2 separate regions of the Sus scrofa genome follow, and region 1 is linked to region 2. The links are chromatin contacts, called in public promoter capture Hi-C maps. All regions are on one chromosome and are shown on one strand. The core of a region is the stretch at or near the end of the contact, and the rest is flanking DNA. Distances in the headings are between cores, read along the strand shown. Region 1 holds the start of SHF (SH2 domain-containing adapter protein F). Region 2 holds the start of SLC28A2 (sodium/nucleoside cotransporter 2).

Evidence for each region. Promoter capture Hi-C pulls out the DNA fragments that hold promoters and counts their contacts.
Region 1: a promoter capture Hi-C map of liver shows a contact between it and region 2, with 2.4 times the contacts expected there. The contact joins the promoter of SHF here to the promoter of SLC28A2 in region 2. A contact is called at or near these places in 1 of 5 promoter capture datasets (liver) and 9 of 47 Hi-C or Micro-C datasets (adipocytes, blood, embryonic fibroblasts and 4 more).

Annotation. Positions count from the first base shown.
Region 1 is chr1:126,544,316-126,551,395 of Sscrofa11.1, reverse strand. SHF (SH2 domain-containing adapter protein F) reads right to left here and starts at 1,660. Exons shown (of 6, transcript XM_005659642.3): 1 at 1,137-1,660. The coding sequence starts at 1,634.
Region 2 is chr1:126,507,168-126,513,492 of Sscrofa11.1, reverse strand. It overlaps SLC28A2 (sodium/nucleoside cotransporter 2), which reads left to right and starts at 2,385. Exons shown (of 18, transcript XM_013993042.2): 1 at 2,385-2,436; 2 at 3,371-3,462; 3 at 3,596-3,684. The coding sequence starts at 3,382. It overlaps LOC106509010 (a long non-coding RNA gene), which reads right to left and starts at 2,249. Exons shown (of 3, transcript XR_001306207.2): 1 at 1,792-2,249.

The sequences.
Region 1 (7,080 bases), core at 411-2,910, 39 kb before region 2:
AATGGATTCAGACAGCAACTTTGCCTCCAATCAAATAAAACTGTGTTCTCTGCTGAGGAGAGGGGAGAAAGCCCCAGAGCTAAGCTCCCAGGGGTAAGTGAAGAGGGACAACAGCGCCAGGGCAGCCCACAGAGTCATAGTCTTAGAATTTAGCGCTACAGGGACCTGGAGATGGCTTTCAGCTGTCAGGGAGGGATAAGGCCACACTGGGTTGGGCAGGGGGTGGCTTCTCTAACAGGGGCCTCTAAGGCACAGTGGATGTTCTCAGGAACAGTGAATGCCCAGCCCTCCTCTCCACCCCAAGCCTGCAGATTCATGAAAAGCTGTAACCACCCTTAGAATGAACCTGGGCAAGAGGAGGCCAAGAGGAGGAGAGGAAAGGAGAAGTGGACTCAGTTGCTTAGCCCCTTATGGGCAACAGGTTCTGAGCATAGATTGTTCCCATACCTGGGGGGACAAAGAATGGGCCTGCCTGGATCTCAATGGTCAGCATCCTTGGTGAAGACCTGCATACTGCCTGTTCTGGCTTCCTGAGAACAACAGTCCACCCGGCTCCAGTGCCACTGGGCAAGGCAAAGGCCAGCTCTTGCTGTGTCCACAGAGAGAAACCCAGCCTGCGCCTCCTTCCTGGAGCTTCAGCACCTACAAAGATGCTCTGGCTTTCTTAAAAGGAAGAAAGGAGCTTTGTGCTAGCTCTGCCGCCCTGGGGTTGGGGGCGGGGGTCAGAGATCAAAGGGCAGTGAGCTGCTGCTCCCAGGGGGCAGAAAGGCCATAAAAAGGGGGAGAAGGGGAGCTCAAATTCCGTTAGAAAAAGGCTCCTTGATTAGGCTCCGGGGGCTGCGATGAGGAGAGCAGAGCCTGGGCGGGGGCGGGTGGGGGGGGAGTGTCACTAGTTCTGGGGCAGTAATAGGGGATAGAGGCAGAGTTTGGGGAGCACGTCCCAGGTAAGAAGGTCGAGAATCTGAACAAAGGTGGATGAAGGCTCCGAACCCTGGGGACCGGGACTAAAATTGTGTCCGCCAGGAACCGTGACACCGCGGGGCCCGGACCCGGCCAGGGCACCTTTGTCCCTCTCGAAAGCCCCAGACCGCTGACCACCTCTCCTCCTGGACACCTCCGCCCGGCGCGGCACTCACCCGGTCGCTGCTGGCGGGAAGTCCAGAGATCCTTTCCTCAGGAGGGGGCGCTGGGGGGCCAGGGGTCTCGACCCGAATAAGTCGGTGGGGGGGCGAGCCGTGACGCGGAGGCGGCGTGGGGCCGGGGACGGCAGGGGTGGCTAGGGCAGCGGAGCCGGACGGCCCCCCGGAATAGGGGTCTTCGAAGTCGCGCTCCTTCTGCAGTCGGTAGGCGGCCAAGATGTCCGGGGGTGGTGCGGGGGGTGCGGCCGGGGAGGGTGTAGGGGGGCGGTAGTCCGGTTCGGGGGGCGCCGGTTTGCCTCCACCTCCGCCGCCGCCCCCGCCGCGGAAGCCCAGATGCTCCCGGAGCCACTTGGCCACTCCGCCGCTGCTACCCCCTCCTGGGCCGGCTCCTGCACCCCCGGCGCCCCGGCGCGATCCCCCCGGGCCGCCCCCTGCGCTCCCCTGCGCCCGCGGCCCCGGGCCGGAGCCAGCCGGAGGAGCTCCGCTCAGTAACATGGGGCCAGCCAGACTGAACGCGGGGAGAGCAGCGGCCTGGCTGGGGGCGGGGAGGGGGCGGGGAGGGGGCGGAGCTCCACTGGCGGCTGGAGGGGGTAGGGCTCGTCAGTAACAAGGGAGGGGCGGGGTTCCGCTACCTAAAAGGGTCTACCTCCCCTGCCCCATGTAAAAGAAGGGCTGAGGCTTCCAGCCCTTGTGAATACTGGAGAAGTAAAGTGGCGACCCCGAGGGCAGGGAATGCGACCTCTGAGGATGAATCCCCCATGTGTCGCCCAAACGTGCCCCTGATGGGGGCGCACCTGTCCTTATATGTTCCCCTCCCCACCTCCCACCTCCCGCGTGACGCCGAGAGGGGAGCCCTCAGACTCCAGGGTTCTTGGCCCTCCGGAGCCTTCCGCCCCCACCTTTACCCTCCCCAAGGCCTCCCACCTGGGAAATAATATCGTAGGAGGAAAAACTGGGGTGGGGTATGAAACAGGGGCTGTTCTGTAAGATGTGTCTGTAACCACCACCTCCCGCGTGCTACCATGGGAGCCCCACCTACTGCCTCCAATCTAACTGCCCGCCCCGCCCGCACATACTCAAACCCACTCTGGGCAGATACGCCTCACGTTACAGTCAACTCCCTAGAGGCACCCACGTCTCCCGTGGGGTTTCCACACATCCTTCTCTCAGGCAAATCCCTCCCACTCACAGGCGCACCCGCGCTAAGCAGATGCCCCCTCTTCCTCCCCGCCCTAAGGGCAGTGTGCGCACAGAGAAATCCCTTCAAGTCACATCCTGGGTTTCATTGTCAATCAGATTAGTGACAGAATAAAAACAGACAAGTCAATAAATCAAGTCTAGAAACAGTTCCAATGTTGTCTATCACAAACCCCTTATCTTCCAGAGGCTGGGATGCTCAAGCAATAGGCATTTTTGTCTTAGAAATAAAGCGTTTCTCCCCAGAAACGTTGTAACCCTGAAGCTGACGCCAACATTTTCTTTTGGCTCAGTTAGAAAGCAGCTTCACCTCACCAACATCCCACTCCCACTCCCACCCCCCTTGGCACTGCCTCAGTGTCTCCCTTATTCTTAGGCTCCTATTTACCTTGTAAGGGGGCAAAGACTCAAGAGATGTCGCAAAGGGAAGAGGCCTTAAAGCTGGAGTAGAGTAAGATGTGATGGTAAAACTGAGAATCCCCTAGGATTCCCAGGGCCCTCAAAATATTCGTGGAGTTTTTGCCCTGTTCACATTCTAGTCGGTGTTACAGAACAGTGTTTTTCAAACTTTAATGTGAACACAAATCTCCTGGGGAACTTGTTAAATTGAAGTTTCAGATTCTGTAGGTCTCGCTGGGATGGGGTCCCTGTGTAGTTCTAACAGGCTCCCAGATGATACAGATACAACTGGTCCTCCCACCACACTGAGTGGAAGGGCTATAGTAGATGCTGAAACATCTGATATTGTTCCTCATTTCATGGCTTATGATAGAGGAAATACCATGTACATTGTAAAAATGTGCAGCTTAAAAAATTGACTAACAGGGAGTTCCCATTTTGGCTCGGTGGGTCCCTACTAGTATGCGTAAGGATGCGGCTTTGATCCTTGGCCTTGCTCAGTGGGTTACAAATCCCACATTGCCTCAAGCTGCAGCCAGCCATGGGTCACAGGCAGCTGGGATCTGGCGTTGCCTTGGTTATGATGTAGGCTGGCAGCTGCAGCTCCGATTTACCTGGGAACCTATGTGCCGTAGGTACAGCCCTGAAAGGCTGAAAAAAAATTGGCTAACAAAGCAATGCTGGACATAGAGATAATAAAGACTGGTCCAGAAGAATGGTCCAGTTGATCCACATTGGATGGTCTCCTCAATCACTGGGTGTCTGACAACAATAGTTACGGGCTGTAGCCAGATCTTTGAGGATTGGTGGCAAGGTACTCAATGCCGCTGTCTCACTTTCCTTATATCTGCAAAAGGCATGACAGCATGGTAATTGTCATTGAGGGTTAGGGGAAATGATGGATATGAACAGGCTTTGTAAACTGTAAAATGCTTACAATGGGTAGGTGTCAAATGAAGCCACATATTCTTAAGTAATATGGAATTAAGCTGTCAGTTCAGAGGAAAGGAATCAACCAAGTCTGCATGAAAGATGGCAGGCTTCATGGAGGGGGTTAGGCCTGAGCTGGGTAGGATTTGGACAGATAAATCAAAGGCATGAAAGGACATTACAAACCAGGAGGTCAGCATGGGTTGAGTGAAGGCATTGAGATGGGAAGCAGCATACCATAAAAAAGTGGAGGATTCAAAGTGAGGAAGAATAAGAAGTAAAGTTGGATGAGGAAGGGAGAGGATATCATAAGGGTAGAGTTTAATGATAATTAAAAAGCTGTAATACCTTATGTGCACGATGAACTTACTCTTGTTTTAAACTATTTGTTGATTTACTTTCCTCCGCTACCAGAGTGTGGGCTCCTGGAAGCAAGGGTTGTTGAGCTTGCTAGCAACCAAGGACACAGGGGTGAGGCCATGACAGCAAGGTTCCTCTGAGCCTTGAGTGCAGTTTGCCAGATGGCAAAGTCTCGAATTTAAGCATGTTAAGCATTATACCATAGACTCAGGATTCTGAAGAGAAAGCCGGGTGTTCCCATCACTTAGTGCAGAGCCTGTCATGTGGCAGGAGCTTAACAAATGTTGAAATGAATAAAGATCATTTCTCTTGTTCTTATTTTTATATAGCTAAAATTGTGGTATAAACAATTCCGTCCTTGTTTTTTTCCACTTAGCATTGCATAATTTCCCCATCTTAATTATCTAAGCTTTACTTTCTTCTAACTTTTTTTTTTCAAAAAAATTCAAAGCTACAGAAAAATTCAAAGTACATTGAAAATCTGTATACCCTTCACCTAGATTCACTACTTTCTAACATTTTGCCACATTTGTTCTATCCCCCTCTCCTTTGTTTCCTTAACCATTTGATGCAAGTTGCAGATATCATGACCCTTCAAGCTCTAAATACTTCAGCAGCCATTTCCTAAGAAAAAGGAATTCTATAGGGCCATAAGACCATTATCATAATAGTATTGTCTATTACACAGTTCATATTAATTTTTTCTTTTTTCCCCTGAATGTTTTATATATTCAGTGCTGTGGGGGTTTTTTTTGTCCTTAATCAGGATTTATCAAGCTCCCCCTGTTGCACTTGTTTAATCTCTTTAAATTTGAGCAGTTCCCCATTTTTTTCTTGCTAGTTTGTTTTCTCCTGACACTGATCATTTTAAAAGTGTCTTTGGCAATGGTCATATGGAATGTCCCACATTTTGGATCTTTCCACGGTTTCCTCGTGATTAGGTTCAGGTTAGACATTCTTGAAAAGACCAGTATATAAAGTACATAAGGAACATTGTGGACTTTGCTGTGTGTCACACTGGCAGGCTGGCCAATAGTACACTTTTGTTCTTTATTGGTGATGCTAGGCTTATCACTTGCTTAAGTTGGAATCTATCAGATTTCTCTGCTTGACAATTTAAAGTAAGTTGTGTTGTGATGTCCTTAGACCTTTAACTATTAGTTCCCAACAGTGTTTTACCCAGTGGTTTTAGCATCCATTGATGATCTGTGCTTACATTTGTTGTTACAGTGAGGAGTACAAAATGGTGACTAAATCTGTCATTCTGCATTTATTATCGACATTCCTCTGTAAAGAAGAGTTTCTCCTCCTCCTCCCTCCCCCTCCTCCTTCTCCCCTTCCCCATCCCCATGGTCTCAAAAAAGCTTTAAAAAAAAAAAAAAAAAAAAAAAGGTGTGGGAGTTCCCATCATGGCACAGTGGTTAATGACTCCGACTAGGAACCAAGAGGTTGCAGGTTCAATCCCTGGCCTTGCTCAGTGGGTTAAGGATCTGGCGTTGCCGTGAGCTGTGGTGTAGGTCGCAGATGCGGCTCACATCTTGTGTTTCTGTGGCTCTGGCATAGGCTGGCAGCTGTAGCTCCGACTAGACCCTTAGCTTGGTAACCTCCATGTGCTGCGGGTGCAGCCCCAAAAGGACAAAAAAACAAACAAACAAACAAAAAATTCAGTGTGATATAATCCATTACCTTCATTATTCTTTTTGATGTTGAGAATTGTCCCAGATTTGGCCAGTAGAATCCTTTTTAAGAGCCTTTTGCTTTATTTTGACTTGGTCCTGCCAATCTTTAAATATTTACTTGTTTTCTCATACAATATATTCCAGACTCAACTTGTACTTCTGAAGTCTTACTCCTTTTAGTTGGAAATGGTATTTAGAAATTGACTTTGTACTTTAAAAATGGCTATTTAATATCTTATCAAATAAACATAGCTTCATTTAGTTCAACACTTTATGTGTTGAGCATTTACGTTATTTCCATTCTTGTCCCTTCTAAATAACTATAACAAACATTTGTATGCAGATAACTTTTCCAAGTTTAGGATTATTTCCTTTGGAAAGAGTCTCAAAAGTGGAGTTACTGGGGCAAAGAGTGCACATTTTTTTTCTGACTCCCGATACATGTTATCTATTTACTCTTTTAGAAGGTTTTAAACATCAACAATGACTTCTAAATGATAAGACTATTGACTTTCTTATTCCTCTTTCTCCTTTGCAGAGTATGCTGACTTCCTCTGTGCTTGAAACCTTCTTTTCCCAAACTTTCTTTAAAATGACAGTGTTTTCCTTTCTCTCAAGCCACATCCTCTCCTCCTCCCTTAACCTCCTAGATTTGCACATGTCCCAATGCCTAGTCCTTAGCACTTATTTTTCTTACTGGATACTGATTAGGGTGGCTTTACTTCTGTTTGCCTGAGGTTGAATGGCCAGTCTTGTCCTGAGCTCTCATCCCTTCTGGTTCTGCCTTCTAAGTCTGGGCTCTTGCCTTTTGTCTCCAGCCTTGCCTTGGGCCCATCTGCTCTCCACAACCGTGAAAGTTCAAACACATCCCCATACACTCACATACACACTCTGTTCTTGGAGATTCTGCATGTAGATGGAGCTTCATTTGGGCCACGTTTTCCATTGGACTGCTAGGAAAATAACGTGATTCTATGTTGCAAGAATACAACTTGTAAGAGACAACCATAAAGTAAACTGGGCCACTTCTCTCATTTATGAATCCAATAAGAAATCTCTGTTCAAATATTTATGGAGAGGTGGTATTCTTGGAATACAAATATAGTAGGATTCAGTTCTGCCCTTCAATGCATTAAAATTTTCTAACTTGAGTGGTTTGTGATTTAAGTTGGATCCTGACAATAAGATAAGAGATGGAAGTGCAGGGGGTCACCAAATGAACTATCAAGTGAAGCTGCTCTTCCCAACTCCAAACCCAGGATGCTTCTGTGCCCTTCCAGCCTGAAGTCAAAATAGGGCTGATTCCTAACAGAGCCCAGGCGCCTATCCAAAAGCTTTTTATGGGCACAGTAAGGACTTCCTTTCCCTTGTCTTAT
Region 2 (6,325 bases), core at 1,136-3,635:
GGATCCATTGGAAAAGTGAGATAAGTACCATAGCCTGCATTTATAAGAAAAACATAGAGTTTTACACCTTCTATAGGAAAAAGAAAGAGTGAAGAGGGAGGGAAAGGGAAGACAGAGATGTGATCCCTGGCATCATTTCAGCTGGACTGAACTCTAGGATCTGTGCCTATAACCACGCCTGGACCTGGCCCCACCACTGGCAGTAATCTAATCTAAGGTAAAAATGAAACACAGAGATAAACTGTGAGCTGGGATGAGTAAAAGTGACCTCACAGTCATATTGAGATTGTAGTCAGACATCAGCTTGAAAATATCTTTAATATTCCTGCATTACTATAAGAACTCAAGAGAGTAGCTGACCACTGTTAAGTTCATCTACTATTTTCCAAAATTTTTTTCTATATTAAATTAATTTTCCTAATAATCTTGTGATATAGCATTAGGCAATAAGGCAGGGCAGGAATAACAGAAGAGGCCCAGAGAAGCAAAATGAATTGCTCTAGGTTGCAGAATATAATACACGTTTACTATGCTAGGGCTTTTATGGATGTGTGTGTGTGTGTGTGTGTGTGTGTGTGTGTGTGTAACCAAGGAGATAGAGATATATTTTCTTATTTTGGTGATTGTTATCATCATCCACATACCCAATATTCTAAGTCAGAAGAATTTTTTTTTTTTTTTTTTGCTTTTTAGGGCCACTCCCACAGCATATGGAAGTTCCCCAGGCTAGGGGGCAAATGGGAGCTACAGCTGCTTTCCTATGCCATAGCCATAGCAACACAAGATCCTTTACCCACTGAGTGAGGCCAGGGATTGAGCCTGCATCCTCATGGATCCTAGTTGGGTTCGTTAACCGCTGAGCCACAAAGGGAACTCCTCAAGCCAGAATTCTGTGTTTGTTTTTTTTCCCACTTATTTTACAAATATTTATTGATTGCCTAATCTTGTGATGGGCCTTAAGCCTGGAGATACAGTGGTGAGCAAAATAGTGTGTGCTGGAGGAGATCATGGTCTAGAGGAAGACAAGTAAACCTTTAGAATAAGGTGTGTTCTGGAGACTTGTGCAAGAACATGTTGCAGTAGGAACTTGGGGAAAGGGGTCTTAAGGCAGCCTGGCTCATCTGAAGGGGGTAATAGAAAGCTTCACTGTAGAGAGTGGCCTTGCCACAGAGACTTGAAGGCAGTGTAGGAATTTCTAGGTAAATAAATAGGGGCAGGGTGTTAGAGGCAGAAGGAACAGCATCCACAACAGTCTCACAGGCAGAAGGGAACATCAAGTGTTTAGGGAGTAACATGAAGTTCAGTATCGCTGGTGGATAGGAGTAGGCAGAAACAAATCAGTTTGAACAATTTTGAAGAATTAACTGCCCCCATTCATTTACTCTGTCCATGCCCAATAAATCACCATGTCCTATATATTTGTTTCCTTATATCCACCTGCTGCTTCGGTTAGAGCCTCACCATGTCTGACCTTGACTATCGCTTTTGCCTCCTGACTGGTCTCCTTGTCCCCAGGGTGCATCCTTCCAATCCATCCTTTCCTGCATCCCCACTTGGCCTAACCTGTTGGCCTGGCTTATAGAGGCACTTGATGCCATCACCAGACTTATTTCTTGATAAACCACTCCCATCCCATTCACATTCCCCCCCTCCATTCCTTCACTAATTTCTTATTTTATTTTGCCCCCCCCCTTCATTAATTTCTCCAAAATTTCCCTCTCTTCTCTAGCAATTTTTGCACCTCTGTGCCTTTAAGTTTCTCCTTTCCTCTGTCAGTGATCCTCTACTTACCTTTCAAGACTTTCCAGACTCAGGGCTAATGTTACCCAACTCTGTAAAGCCTTTCTCAACAAATGTCTTTCTTCACTGATTTGTAAGTTCCTTCATGGCAGAGACAACATCCCATTCATCTTTGTATCTTCAGCACAGCAAACAGTGCCTGGGTGATAGTGAGTACTTAATAAAAATTTGTTAAAAATAGTTTAACAGAAAGTCTTCCTGGCAGTCATTTGGAATTTAATCATACACAGTCTTCCCTTCTGTTGTTTTCTTAGAACTGTCTTTCCAGTAAAAAATGATGATAAGTTTTCTCAGTGCTGAGATCTTTCTCTTATTTTTCTTTTACAGACTCCCCCTGTGCCTAGCTTAAGTGCTGGACAATGCATCTGCTGAAGTGCCTGTTAGGAATTACTGCAGAACTCTTAGACCTAACCTTGCAAAGTAGTCTTTAAAACATATAAATATTTAACTTGAGAGTTGTACTTGTCCTCTACAGGGAAGGACAGGCACAGCAAATAAGGGCCCCAAGGCAGAATGAGCCAATCAGGAAATCCTCCTCCCTTATCCCCAGCCCCTCCCTTCAGAGTCAGGGTCCCTAGGAACTGGTTTTTCTTTCTGTCCTTCACTGAGGCACCGGAAGGAATCCTACAGACTGGAGTAGGTAAGGGTATTGGAGGAGGGCAGGATCCTGATTTGCCAGATTTCTTAATTTATGGTGTTTAGACCAAATTCAAGTAGTTCTATGCCTATACAGGAAGGCCCTGATTTATAAAACAAAAGTTGTCTGTTTATGTGTGTTTAATAAAATTATATATTTTAAGTAGTTGAAGAGTTCACAGTAAAAAAGCAAAAACAAAAGACAATTCCACAGGGAAAGGAAAGTTCTACAAAGTACAAAAACATCTCAGATAACCTTGAATGTTTATCTACTAAGGTTGCTTAGAGTGAGGCTCAAGTGTTAGCTTTTTTCCTTTATTCTCTCATTTTGTTTTAAAACTTTTCTTTATTTGGGATAATTAACATCCATTCTGATTACTCTACATACATGTAGGTTTCTTTTATTTATCTGATGAGCCGCTCTCTTAGATGCTCCAACAACAGTTCTCATACTACAATATGGCCAGGAACTTGAAAGCCTGTTAATTTTTGTTTTGTTTTTTTTTCAGTAGTGTGTTCAGGGCTGCCGTCTTTCCTGCCCTCTGCCTCCCTTTCTCTTTTCTTCTTACTCTGCACAGCTCAGTGGGGCCTCCTGGAGGCTAATAGGAAGTAGTTGTCCCATAAACCTTCCTTTAGGTCTTGGAGTCCTGGTTAAATCACTGGTTTACTTCAATTCCTCTGTCCTTCATTTTTCTTCTCTTACTTCCCCTTCCTTAGCTATTCACAATAGGAAGCAGAAGTCTATATTTCATTGTTTATTATTTTAGGATTTTTCTTCCAAGCTTGTCAATTCTCAGTTCTTAAAGAAATCAACTAAATCTCTAAACATTTTTAGTTTTGTTTTTCCTGTAGATAACTGACCCTAAAGATTCTCCCCAGCCCCACATTATAGAACAACTCATCTTTCAGACTTGGCAATGAATTTTTTGTTCAGGAGAACAGCAGATGGAGAAAACAAATGGGAGAGAGGCCATTGCTCCGTCCACAGTGGAAACTGGAATAGAGAACCCAGGACTGGAGCTCACGGTAACTCAACAGTTTATTTTCAGCACATCTTTGTGGGCTGCTGCATGGCCTCATGTAGGGTCTTTGGCTGCTTGTGATCCCCATCACCCCTGGCAGCCCTTATGACTGACTTCAACTCTACCTGTGCTTACAGGAAGAAGGAATAAGTCCTGAGAAAACCAAGAGGGCTGAAGATCAAGGACACAGCCTTGAGGATGGGTTGGAGCCTCCCACTCAGAAGAGGTACAGGTGTTCTGAAATCAATTTAGTTAGGAAGGGCCCAGGGTGAGCCAGTGTGGTCAGTGGAATCAGAAGAGGTCAAACTTGCCCTGTTCTTAGGAGCTCGTGATCCTTTTGTGGAAATAAGACTCACGGCCACCTGCTGTTACCATATGCACATATATACTTTTATGTAATTAATTATTATATAAACCTATGCCGTAAATAATGATTCATCGATATCAGCAGCAGTTGGACTGCCAACAAAGATAACAGCAGTGAGCATTAACAATGACTAATATTTATTGAGTACTTACTATTTGTGCAGAATGCCTCATGTAATTAATTAATTTAATATTCACAACAAGAAGTGGGTACTAATTTTAGTCCCTTTTTTCAATTAGAAAATTGAGGCTTAGGAGTTCCTGTCATGGCTCAGTGGAAATGAATCTGACTAGTATTCATGAGGACACAGGTTTGATCCCTGGCCTCGCTCATTGAGTTAAGGATCCAGCATTGCTGTGAGCTGTGGTGTAGGTCGAAGATGTGGCTCAGATCTGGTGTTGCTGTGGCTGTAGCTCCGATTCAACCCCTAGCCTGGATACCTCCATATGCTCTGGGTGCGGCCCTAAAAACAAAAACAAAACAAAAGAGAAAATTGAAGCTTAAAAATGAACTTAACCATAAATTTTTTAAAAATAGCTTTTCTGGAATACTTAGATTTGGGGATGAAATAAAGAGAAATACAGAAATTTAAAGACTTGGAAGGACCAACCATGAGAGATAGTAGAGAAAGTTACAAAGCACAGTCTTGGAAATCAAAAGGGAGGAAAGTGACAAGAATGAAGGTACAATCAATCCACAATGTTCTGTGTAACAGGAGTCAAGAAAGAAGTGAGAAGAATCTTTGAATTTGGTCATAGTCATAGTCATAGTCCTAAAAGTAATGTCTGTAGAAGTTGTCTGGGTGAAATAGATCAGATGGAAGCCATGTTCTGCGGTATGGAAAGAGTCTGGGTATTTATAAAATACCACAGAGGTCATACACTGAAAAGCTTAGAGGAGAATAGTGGATCGTTTCTAAAGGGAATATATGGATGTGTATTTTCTTCTTTTTAAGAAGTAACTCAGTGACTTCATAGAGAAAACAAGCTTAAATTTTTAAATTCTGTTTGCTTCTCCCAAATTTCACTTTTATATGCAAACTGATATATAGCAATGGTATATATCAGTGTGGGACATTTCTACTTTGTATTTTTGTTTTTTTCCACTTATTTTATATATCATACTTCTATGAATTGACAGCTTTCTATAATTTTTCATGCTTCCATAATATTTTATACTTTGTTTAGCAATATGGTGGTTAATGTGAATTCTAGCATTAGACTACTTAGGTCTATATCTGAACTCTACCCAGTGGTGTGCTTGGTAAATGTTTGAGAATTGGCTTTCCAAGAGTAATTGCCATGAGTATTGGTTCATATTTTTGCTTGCCTTAATGAATAAAACACTGGGGAGTTCCTGTCGTGGCTCAGTGGTTAAGGAACGCAACTACTATCCATGAGGACTCGGGTTCAATCCCTGGCCTCTCTCAGTGGATTAAGGATCCGGTGTTGCCGTGAGCTGTGGTGTAGGTTGTAGACGTGGCTGGGATCCTGGGTTGCTGTGGCGTAGGCCAGTGGCTAAGTTCCAGTTCAGCCCCCAGCCTGGGAACTTCCATATGCCATAGGTGTGGCCCTAAAAAGACAAAAGGCAAAAGACAAAAAAAAAAAAAAAAAAAAAAAGAAAAAAGCCAAAAAAAAGACATTGGGTTGGCAAACTTTTTCTATAAAGAACTTGATAGTAAATATTTTAGGTGCTATGGGCTGTAAGGTCTCTGCTGCAACTCAACCCTACCATTTTAGCAGGAAAACTCCACGAATAATACCAAGCAGATGGGCATGGCTGTGGTCTAATAAAACTTTATTTATAAAAACAAGGTGGAACCTCCTTATGCCATGTGCGCAGCCCTAAAAAGACAAAAATAAATTAATAAATAAAAAATAAAACAAGGTGAGATGGACTGGACCCCAGGCTATATATAGTTTGCCAATCCTTGATCTAGGCAAAATAGTAAATCAAGCTCTGATTTGCAGCATTTGACTATAATATAAATACTCTCAACAGGGCTGATTTCAGGGCTGATGGGTTGTTTTTGAATGAGGAGTTGGGAAGAGATGTGCAATGGCACATCATTATGTAAGATTTCTACCATGCACACACAAGAGAGAACCTCAAGAGCTTAGGTAACAGTAAAATGTAGCAAAATATTAGGAAGTGATGTTTTGAGTATTCATTACCCTTGTTTCTTAATGTAGTTTATTTGTAAAATTATTCAATTAATTCTTGCACATTTCCTGAAAATGTAACAATCAGCTGTCCCCAGTTGATATAAGCTGGTGTCTTTGCACTACTGACCCTATCACTTACGAGATAATGGGCAAGTTACTTAGCCTCCCTAAGCCTCAGTTTTCTTTTTTCTTTTTTTCTTTTTTTTTGCCATTCCTGGGCCACTCTCACGGCATATGGAAGTTCCCAGGCTAGGGGTTGAATTGGAGCTGTAGCCACCGGCCTACGCCAGAGCCACAGCAACGTGGGATCCGAGCCGAGTCTGCAACCTACACCA